Regions from separate parts of the Mus musculus genome. Here region 1 is linked to region 2. A link is a contact called in public HiChIP or PLAC-seq data. All regions are on one chromosome and are shown on one strand. The core of a region is the stretch at or near the end of the contact, and the rest is flanking DNA. Distances in the headings are between cores, read along the strand shown.

The links. HiChIP or PLAC-seq counts read pairs in DNA pulled down with a chosen protein or histone mark.
Region 1: a contact with region 2 is called in an HNF4G HiChIP or PLAC-seq map of pancreatic cancer cells. The contact joins two enhancer-like sites. A contact is called at or near these places in 2 of 39 promoter capture datasets (embryonic stem cells and hippocampal neurons) and 1 of 115 datasets of contacts at active chromatin or transcription factors (pancreatic cancer cells).

What each region holds. Positions count from the first base shown.
Region 1 is chr2:28,515,457-28,520,331 of GRCm38.p6, reverse strand. It overlaps a transcript of Ralgds not described here. Among named protein-coding and RNA genes, the nearest start is that of Ralgds, 16 kb to the left of the region's middle. Within about 2 kb of position 2,896, at least 225 of the 459 cell types and tissues checked have an H3K27ac peak or open chromatin away from gene starts, as enhancers often do. A contact at or near this core is called in pancreatic cancer cells, where this site is marked.
Region 2 is chr2:27,287,206-27,292,070 of GRCm38.p6, reverse strand. Vav2 (vav 2 oncogene) reads left to right here. Exons shown (of 28, transcript NM_009500.2): 10 at 167-262; 11 at 653-721; 12 at 3,379-3,465. Among named protein-coding and RNA genes, the nearest start is that of Sardh, 42 kb to the right of the region's middle. Within about 2 kb of position 2,465, at least 70 of the 459 cell types and tissues checked have an H3K27ac peak or open chromatin away from gene starts, as enhancers often do. A contact at or near this core is called in pancreatic cancer cells, where this site is marked.

The sequences.
Region 1 (4,875 bases), core at 1,647-4,146, 1.2 Mb before region 2:
CTTTGGAAGGCCTGCTTGTGTGGTGTCAGGTGTCTGAGCACCCTCATATACACTTTAAGTCTTTAAGCCTGCAGGGGAGGTCATGAAGGCTTGGGGTTAAAGGGCTAAGTCAGGATTCTCATCTGCCTGGCTTCATCCTCCTCCCTTCTGACTTCCAGACAAGCCAGACCTGCTAGCACCTCCCCCTCCTTGTGACAATCAGGGCTGGGCCACAGTCAGGCAAGGGTGGATTCCTTTGCAATGGATTTCTTTCAGGTGGGGAGAACCCCAAGGACTCAAAATCATTTCTTCTCTGCCCTCCCAGTTTGAACTTTTGTTTTGTTTTATTTTGTTTTTTGAGACAGGGTTTCTCTGTGTAACCCTGGCTGTCCTGGAATTCACTCTGTAGACCAGGCTGGCCTTGAACTCAGAAATCTATCTGCCTCTGCCTCCCAAGTGCTGGGATTAAAGGCATGCGCCACCACTGCCGGGCCCAGTTTGAACTTTACTGGGCTATCTCACCTACCCCCAGTCTCTTGGGACATGTCACCTCTAGGGTCAGGATGGAATCCGGGAAGAGACAGAAGAGGAGGTAGGTTACACAGGCCCACCTCTCCTCATCTCCTTTGGCAATAAAGGGCCTTGGGCAGTGCTCAAGGGCAACGGCTCAGCCCTCTTCAGGGGAACAGACTCTGGGTTTCAACTCAGAGGAGGCGAGCAGGGAGAGGACTCAGTCCTCTCACCCAGCCCCGCAAGAGCAAGAAGCCTCAGCTCCTTAATTATGCACCCAGTCTAAGGGCAGGGCTACAAGGCCAGTCCAGGAGGTAGCCAGAGGCCACCTCTTGCTAGACTGTGTCCCTGAACAGCCTTCTTCCAGCACAGGGTTGGGCTCCACAAATGAACATAGCAGCACCTAAGGGGATCTATAGTTACCTATTCCCTTGCAGGGAGGCCAGGAGTGGGAATTTCCTTGGAGAAAGGGAAAGGGGAAGGAGAGAGAACACAGACAGGTTCTGAAGGATGGTAGCATGCACCTTTATCCCAGAACGTAGGAGGTAGGGGCAGGCAGATCTCTATGAGTTCAAGGCCAGCCTGATCTACATGGTGATATTGTTCTAAAAAATATACAAACAAACGAAAAAACACTGACTGGCTTAGCAATCATTTCAGGATATTTAATACTAAAACCTCAAGCCCAGTGTCCAGCTGCCCAGACTGTGTGCTGGAATCCAGTTACCTCAACCTCAAACCCTGGAATCTACCAGCGGAGGCAGGCAGACTCAGCCACGTGCAGGCCCTGGGCCCGATTTCCCACATCCCATGCAAGTCCCCAAACGTGACATAACTTACGGGGCAGTATTGATGTTTAAAGTGGTGAGCACACAGGGAAAGGGACAGATGAGCCAGAGATGGAGAAACAGGTCAAGAGGAATTATGCTGTGGTCAGCCGGCTAGTTAGTCTCAAAGTTGGTTTGAGACCACAGCCTTGTATTCCAGGAGCTCCAGGGGACTCTTGGTCTTTGCCACACCTGGGATGCTGCCGTGCCCCAGGACTAGGGAGTCCGGGGCTACAGGGTATTTGTGTTGTTAAAACATCGTGCCTGTCCCTCTGGAATGGCCGGCACCAGGCTACAATTGACTGTACAGCTGATTCTGAATCTTTCTGACATTCTACCACTGTCCAATTGTCACTCGGATATCTAGAAAATGGCATTGGTTGCTAAGGGACTGGCCTGATGGTAGGCAGCTGCAGCTTGGGGTAATAGGAAGAGGGAGTAGACTGGGGTTTCTCTCAGTAAGGATCCTGGGGCTGTGGGCTGCTAGGCCCTATATGGAGGTGTGGGTGGATCAACCACAGGAGGTAACCACTCAGAGCTAAGAGCCACACACAGGCGGTGGGAAAGCCCCTAGCCGGGAGTCTTCCTGCAGGTATTTTGGGGGACTATGGTTGCTAAGCAACTGTACTAGGTTGCCATGGGAACTCTCCCTTCTTCTGGGACTTGTCATTTTTATGGAGATGCCACATTCCTTCCCATCTCTACCTCCTCAGGCTGTCTCAGCTACCTGTAAGGGGCCCTGGAGGCTCCCCAAACCTACCTTTGCCTACAAGGAAGCCACCTATCCAAGAAAGTACTATGCCTCTAAGACTCAGTTTGGGGGTGTGTGTGTAGGGGATTCAGGTCTCACAGTGTACCTCAGGATGACCTTGAACTCATAATTCTCCTGCCTCAGCTGGGATTGCAGTCGTGCACCACCCCGTGACCCTCTAAGAGAGGATTCTCTTGAGGTTCAAGACCCAACACAGAAAGCAGAGTTGAGGCCCTCATTAGAGTCAGGGGGATGAAAAAAATCTGTCTAGCTTGGTTTGCATCTCCATTCCTGCTAACCACCAACTCAGGCTCTTCCTGCCTTGACAGGGCTCTGACCACTAGAAGCCCAGTATAACTGGAAGGCATTCTCCGCCCTAGCCCTGGTGCCTGGCCCCTCCCTGGCTTGTCTGTAAAGGAGTGTCACCTGGGGCTTGCCATTACCCAACCAGGGGTTGTCCCCATGCCCAGCCAACCAGTGTTGGCAGCAGGCCATGCTGGGTAGACATGCCTCCTCTGGGACAGGCTAAGGCTAAGGTCCCTGCCAGCCATGTGTTGTATAAGCAGCTCACCTTTCCCTAAAACTACTTCTTGTGGCCTGTGGTAATAGGTAGGGGAGCTGTCTGGAAACTGCAGTAGGCCAAGGCAACTTACTGGTGACGAGCCAGAGGGAGGCAAAGTCCAGGCCCCAAGGTGTGTGTGTTGGGGAGAGGGGGTGGGGGAGAAGCTGAGGTCTCCTCAGTGGTTACCAGCAACACCCTGCTGCTCGCCTGCTCTCATTCTGATTTCCTTCAGTGTGTGTCACCAAGGATGACTCCTGACCTGTTTACAGTTTGCTTTGTCTCCTGGCAACCAGATGAGCTTTTGTGGAAACTCGGGACAGGGCAGTGCAGTACTGAACTTCCACACCAGAGGTTACAGCGCCACCTGCTGGTGCTACCATTGGTGGCCTTCAAGCCTTCCTACACAGGTGAAATTCTGCCAGATCCTAAGGAACCTGGCCTTCCCTATAACCCTCCTCACAGGCTCAGCTGTGTCCTTCCAAAAGCCCTTGGGTCCTGCAGATCCAGGCAACACAAGGCTAGACTGGGATGGGGTCAGGTCAGGGCTCACTCTCTCACTCTCACACACTCTCTCTCTCTCTCTCTCTCTCTCTCTCTCTCACACACACACACACACACACACACACACACACACACACACACACACACACGATGTCCTTACAGTAATGGAGACAACCAGACACAGACACACAGAGACACAGACACACAGAGGCAGCTGTGTGGAGGCAGAGGACTACAGACACGTTTAGGGGGATTTAAAGCTAAGGACTACAGCCATGCCAGAAGCTGTGGTTCAGTGGTGTTGATGCCTTGCTTTTAGGCTTCTGTCCTCTAGAACCACGAGAGATTTCTGTTGCACAGGGTCATCCAGTATATGGCATTCTGCTAGAGCAGCCACAGGACACTAACACAACGTACCAGGCCTGTCACCTTTTTGTCACCGTCATGCCTACCTCGCTGACTCTTGTCTCGCTCCCTGTCAGCTTTCTGCACTGCTCTTCCTGCTTTCTCTCGTGTGGCTGACCTATGAGATGCACAAGCACATGGATGAATGGCTCTCCAGCTCTGCTACTTCACCAAGTTCAGACAACCGTAAAAGTCAGAAGCTGGGGAAATGGCTCAGAGGTTACAGGGCCAGGACCTCCACGACTCAGGCAAATGCCTGATGGCTGTGGCTATCCAGACAGATATAAATCTAGCCTCAAAGGATAGAGACGGAATCTCCAGAGCAAGCTGGCCAGCAAGCCCAGCCCTATTAGTTGAGACCCTGCCTCCCTCAATGATCACAGCACCTACCATATGCATGTGCCAACACATGCATCTACGCCCAGTGTGTTGGAGTTCCCAGCACTCGGAAGAGGATGTCTGTGAGTTCTGGGGTCTACACAGTGAGTTCCAGGATAGCTAGTGCTATGTAGAGACCCAGTCTCAAAACAAATGAACCAAAACTCATGCACAACATATATACACATATATGTATAACACACATACCTGAAAATGGAAGAGGAAAAAGTCAAGAGACAGCAGCAGGTGTGCAGATGGGGGGTGGGGTGGGGTGGGGTGACAGCAATGAAGGCAATAGCAGGTGAGGAAGAAGATGCTTCCTGCTGCTCATGGCCACCCTGGTGCCAGGACAACCAACCTCTGTGTTTCCATATCCCTGGCCCTTCGATCTCAGGAGGCTAAAGGCCATGTGAGTCACCCATCTCTGTCCTTTGTTTTCCTCTCAAGGCCTACCTGGTCTCCCATAAGCACAGTGGAGACTCATTCCAGCACCTACTTGACCGTGTGTGTGTGTGTGTGTGTGTGTGTGTGTGTATGTGTGTGTAAGATGACACCGTAACACTTGGGGACTGCTGTCAGCTGTGACTAAAACACAACCTTAAGAGTTGGAAGAATTGTGGGTGGGGATGGAGAGTGGCAGGGATATAAACTACAGCAAGCCTGGCTCTGGGCAGTGGTACAGGGACAGTCATGTCCTCTCTTGGTCTCCTCTCCCAGCCTACACACTGGAGGGTCGACAGGTAAGCAAAGTCAGATGTGCCCCTCTGGCACACACCTCCCATTGGCCTGCATGCTAACTCTTCTGCTCAGCCCATACATCAACCCTAAGCCGCCGGCCGATCCCCACCAGCCCTAACCCCATCCCCTGAAGTGGGCTGGAACTGACTAGCTTCCAACTAACAAATACCATGACCACAAGGTCACGGCCAATGTTCTGTTTAGAAAGCATCTTGTGTCTTACT
Region 2 (4,865 bases), core at 1,216-3,715:
GGTCCCATCATGTTCTGGGATGTGAGGGGTGGTGACACCAACTTCATGCATAATCTAGAAGACCGAGGATCCAGCTCTGAGGTCTCTTTCTCTGTGTGGCTGGCAGTGGGGCATGAGTTCTCCCAGAAGAGTAATACCCTTTATCCACTCGCTTCTCTCTCTCCAGGAGTGCACACTCAGGGTTCAGGATGGCAAGTTCAAGCTGCAAGACCTGCTGGTGGTGCCCATGCAACGGGTGCTGAAGTACCACCTGCTGCTCAAGGTGAGGCTAGCAGCCTGCTCATCATGCCCTCTGTCACACTGGGCTCTGATGGCATGGGCTTGGACCCACAGGCAGGGTGGCACACACTGATGAATGAGCCCATGTTCAGTACATACCATGAAGGGGTATCCTGGCATCTGGAAGGAAAATTATGAATAAGTTAAGACCATTAGGAAAGTGGGAAGAGACAGGACAGCACCCACGGACCAGGAAGAGGAGAGGAGAGCTGCTATGCTTGACTGCTTCATCACTGAGGCCTTGCACAGTTGTCTACTATGTAAGGGATCCCATGTGTGTTGGAGTTGGACAGATGGACTTGCACTTGAGCTGGTGGGTGGCTTTGTCCTGAGACCTTGAGGGCTCACCCTAGCTTCCCTCTCACTCCCCTAGGAGCTCCTGAGCCATTCTGCAGACCGACCAGAAAGACAACAGCTCAAAGAAGCCCTGGAAGCCATGCAGGTAAGTAAGAGAGGCAGAGCGGGGAGTCCCCAGACCAGTGTGCACACACTCCTGGATCCAGACTGAGCTCCTTGGTAACACTGACAGGACACTGCGGTTGGGCTTAGACTTACATGATGGTGGAAGGAGCAGCAGGCTAGGCTGCTTGCACCATGTGTCCAAAGTCCCCAACTTCACTTGCCTGCAGTTGCCCTGTCCCCACACTGTATTTTCAAGTGTCCACTGGGGTCATCAATGGTTTTTGGGTGCCAGCTCTATCCTGGGGTACCTCTTTTCCTCCTGGGCATCTGCTGATGAAGGTCTGTCCCATGCCCATGCCCTGTCACTCACTGGAAGGTCCCTTTTCACGTGCTGGCTTTGAAGGCCCCTGCCCAGCCATTCTATGCCTCATGTATGGCCGTCCACTGCCCTCAGAAGCTCGTCTGTGTTCTGCTCAGAAACCTTTGTGGCTTCTGCTGTTCTCTGAATCAGGCCAGGGTCATTGAAGATGTGTGTAACAGGAACGCCTCAGATTCCGGGGAAGCCTGGCCATGCTCAGATTCCTGGGCATGCTCTATTCTTTCCCACCCCAAGGTGTGCTCAGGACATGTCCTCTTCCTCACTTAATCTGCCTGCATCCCACTCATCTTGTCTTTGCCATGAACTTGACACAGTCCAAGAAAGTCACCTTCCAGACTCCTTAGCCAAGGGACTGTCAGGCTACCCCACAGTCATACCTGTGCCTCTCATAGACACCTGTCTTAGACAAGGTGAAATGCCTGACACAGGCTAGGTCCCTTTGGCATTGCAGTGTTATAGAAGCAGTGAGTTCCAGCCTTGACTTCTGACCCCTGACCCCTGAGTCCTCTGGTCCATGGTCCCCTTCTTTTCCCAAGACACACCTTGTTTGAAGAGGAAGGTGCTGCAGTCTAACTCCCACACAGGATCAGGGGGAGGACGCTGGCTCTCAAAGCTACCTGCTCTCTGAGAGCAGACTTCATGCAGCTGGAAAAGTTTGCATCAGTTTTGAATGGACTTAAATGTGGGTGCCATGGCTGACATGGGGACCTCTGGCTGGCGCCCCTGGGGAACTGAGGTCACCGCAGCAGAGGGACCACCACATCTTCCCACTGCAGACACAATTCAGTGTCAGCCATTCCTGGAGCATGTGACTCATACTGCAGGTGTACCCTGAACCCAAGCCTGGCCAGTGTGTGGCTTCGGGTCCCTTTGTGGCAAAGTACCCTGAGGTTATATAGCTCCTGACATTCCAAAGAGGGTTTGTGACTCTGTGTTCTTCTTTTCACGGGAGGCTCTTCAAACTGCAAAGTTTAGAAGGCGGCCTGGTTTGCTTTCTGTTACTGTGATGAACAACCACGATCAAAAGCAACTTAGGGGAGGAAAAGTTTTATTTTAGATTATATTCCCAGGTCACAGTCTGTCATGAAGGGAAATCAGGGAAAGAATTCAAGGCAGAAACCATGGAAGAAGGCTGCTTACTGTCTCACTTTCTGGAGCGCTTAGCTAGCTCTCTTCTATAGCCTAGGATTGGCGCCACCTCCAGTGGGCAGTTCCCTCTCTCCTCCATCGTCAGTCAGGACAATCTCTCAGACATGGCCACACAAGACCGTGTGATCAATGCAGTTCTCTAACTGAAGTGCCCTCAGTGAAAACTAATACAGCAGGGAATCTAAAAGCCTTTAATGTCCCCAATGCAAAGCAGAAAACCATTCATCCAGCCAGTGTCTGGGCTGTCACTGCCCTGGAGCTAAGCTTTCCTCAGGGTTGCAGTACACACTCCATGCAACTCTGTTAGCTGGCTGCTTTGCCTCCGGAGCTCTACTGTCTCTGTGGGAATCTCCTTCCCAGACGTGCACTTCTGTGACTCCTGCCAGGGTGCACAGGGCCACACACGCTCAGATCTGTCGCTGCTGTTGATTTAGAACAAAACCCACCCTTTATAAACTGTGGCTTCTGGTAGGGAGCTGCCAGTAGCAAGGTTTGTAGGCTGGCCCTTGAAGTGATCCCAGAAGCAAGAGAGGCCATAAGGGAGGTAGGAACTGGCTCCAGGATGTGGGTCTGGCTTTTGTGTGCCGGGGATTTCCTCTCTGCTCTGCTTTCTGGGTAGGATCCCTGCTGTTCTGTCCCAGCCGCCCCTGGGCATTGCTTCCAGACCATTTCAAACTTTCTGAAGCAAAGTGAGCACTGCCCCCTGGTGACTGACTAGAGGATTGCAGTACTATGTAGGGCTCATACCTTCCCCCCACTCCATCTCCCCCAGCCACTTACAGAATACCCAGGCTCTTCAGGGAAGGTGGGACAGGGGCTTCGTGAGAGCAGAAAGGTCTAAACAGTGGCTGTGTGTGACCCACTGTGGCTTATCCATGCTGGGCTGCATCTCCATTCTGACACAGAAGGCCTTCTGAGTGAGGGGAACCTGGATTTGGGGGTTCCCAGCACCCTCTTCAGCATAGTGTGTACTCTGGGTTCAAATGTTGTGTTCTTCACCTTATTCCTTCCTGGTTCCCTGTGTGTGGTGGTTTTTACTCCCATAGCCCAGAGTTGGAGTGGCCCCAGGCAAGATGGAGGAAGAGTGTGGAATGACCAGCTGGGCTAGGAAGGGGCTGGGAGGTCACCCCGTGTGTGACTCAGTGCCCTGATCCTGTCTTGATTTCCAGGACTTGGCCATGTACATCAATGAAGTGAAGCGGGACAAGGAGACCTTGAAGAAGATTAGCGAGTTCCAGTGCTCCATAGAAAACCTGGTAAGCCGTGGCTGCCTGCGAAGCCTGCCGGGAGTAGGAGGGAGGTCGGGCAGTATCAGCCTTCATCCAGTTCTACCTACTGTGCGGATGAGGTCATCCACGTGTAGGGCTCAGGAGATGGATGTCCTATTGACAGCCTGGCTCTCTTTCTCCCTTCCCAGCCTGAACCCCAGGCTGTGGCGACCAGAGGCAGGACGCTTCGTCTGCTCTGTGGCCCTCCTGTTTCCCTGTCCTCAGGGTGGGCAGTGGGCAGGGTTCGGCTTGGGGGTGGGGCCACGGTCATCTCAACCTGAGAGCTGGCCCTCAGCTTGCCCCTTGTCTAGGAATCAGACTGGGGGCTGTCAGTCAGGGTTGGCCCTCTCTCAGGCATACTCCGGGGAGAAGAGATGAGCTGTTCCTGGACTCAGCCCTGCTTGGCCCCATGTTGGGTCTAGGTCTCTCTGTGTTGGGGTGTTCTGCAATAGGAGACCTTAAGCACGCCCTTGCCCCCACCCATCGGATGCTAATAGCGCCCTCAACCCCAAGTGATGACTGCTCCTCCAAATGCCGTCTGATTCCCAGAGTCATTTTGATATTGAACCATTGATTTTTTTCCCCGCTCAAACATCCCCTCTTCTTGGAGATTTTCCTGGAGAGCTTGGCGAAGTAGAAACCTGGAAGCCCGATATCTAGGCTGGCATACCCATCTTCATCTCCAGAGGAACCCTCTACAGAGCTGGCTGGCTCATCAGAGGGCAAGGAGAACTGCCAAGCAGTGTCTGATGAGTGCTCTGTCTACATGTGTGCTTGCACGCCAGAAGAGGGCGTCAGACCCGGGACAGATGGTTGTGAGCCACCATGTGGTTGCTGGGAATCAAACTCAGAGCCTCTTAACCGCTGGGCCATCTCTCCAGCCCATTCTTATGTGTCATGAGTGTGACCTGAAGCATGAACATTTGTGGGGTTCAGACCATTTGCCAGTCATCCCTGCTTTCTGATCACTGCACAGTTAACACACTGCTTTTGAACACAGGGGAGTTTGCTTTGGTGTTGTGAGTCATGTTTGCTCTTTAAATGACAAGGAATGGGATGTGAGTGTGGTTTAGTTGGCAGAGTGCTTGCCTTTCATGCACAGGGCCCTGAGTAAACTGGACTCAGGGGCACTAACTGTAATCCAGCATCGGGGGCAGGGGAGGAGGAAGGCGGAGGCAGGAGGATCAGCGTTGTCTTTGGCCACACAGCATCCAGGCCAGTGTGGGATACTCCAGGCCCTATCTCACAAAGAACGGTGATCCATGGATCTCGGTGTTTCTGGTATATGACAGCCAAGCTGCATGCAGTCTTGGTGCTGTCTCTAGGAGAAGGCACCTGGATTTATATGTCCTGTGTGATGGGGACAAAGGGGCATAGCAGAGTCCCCG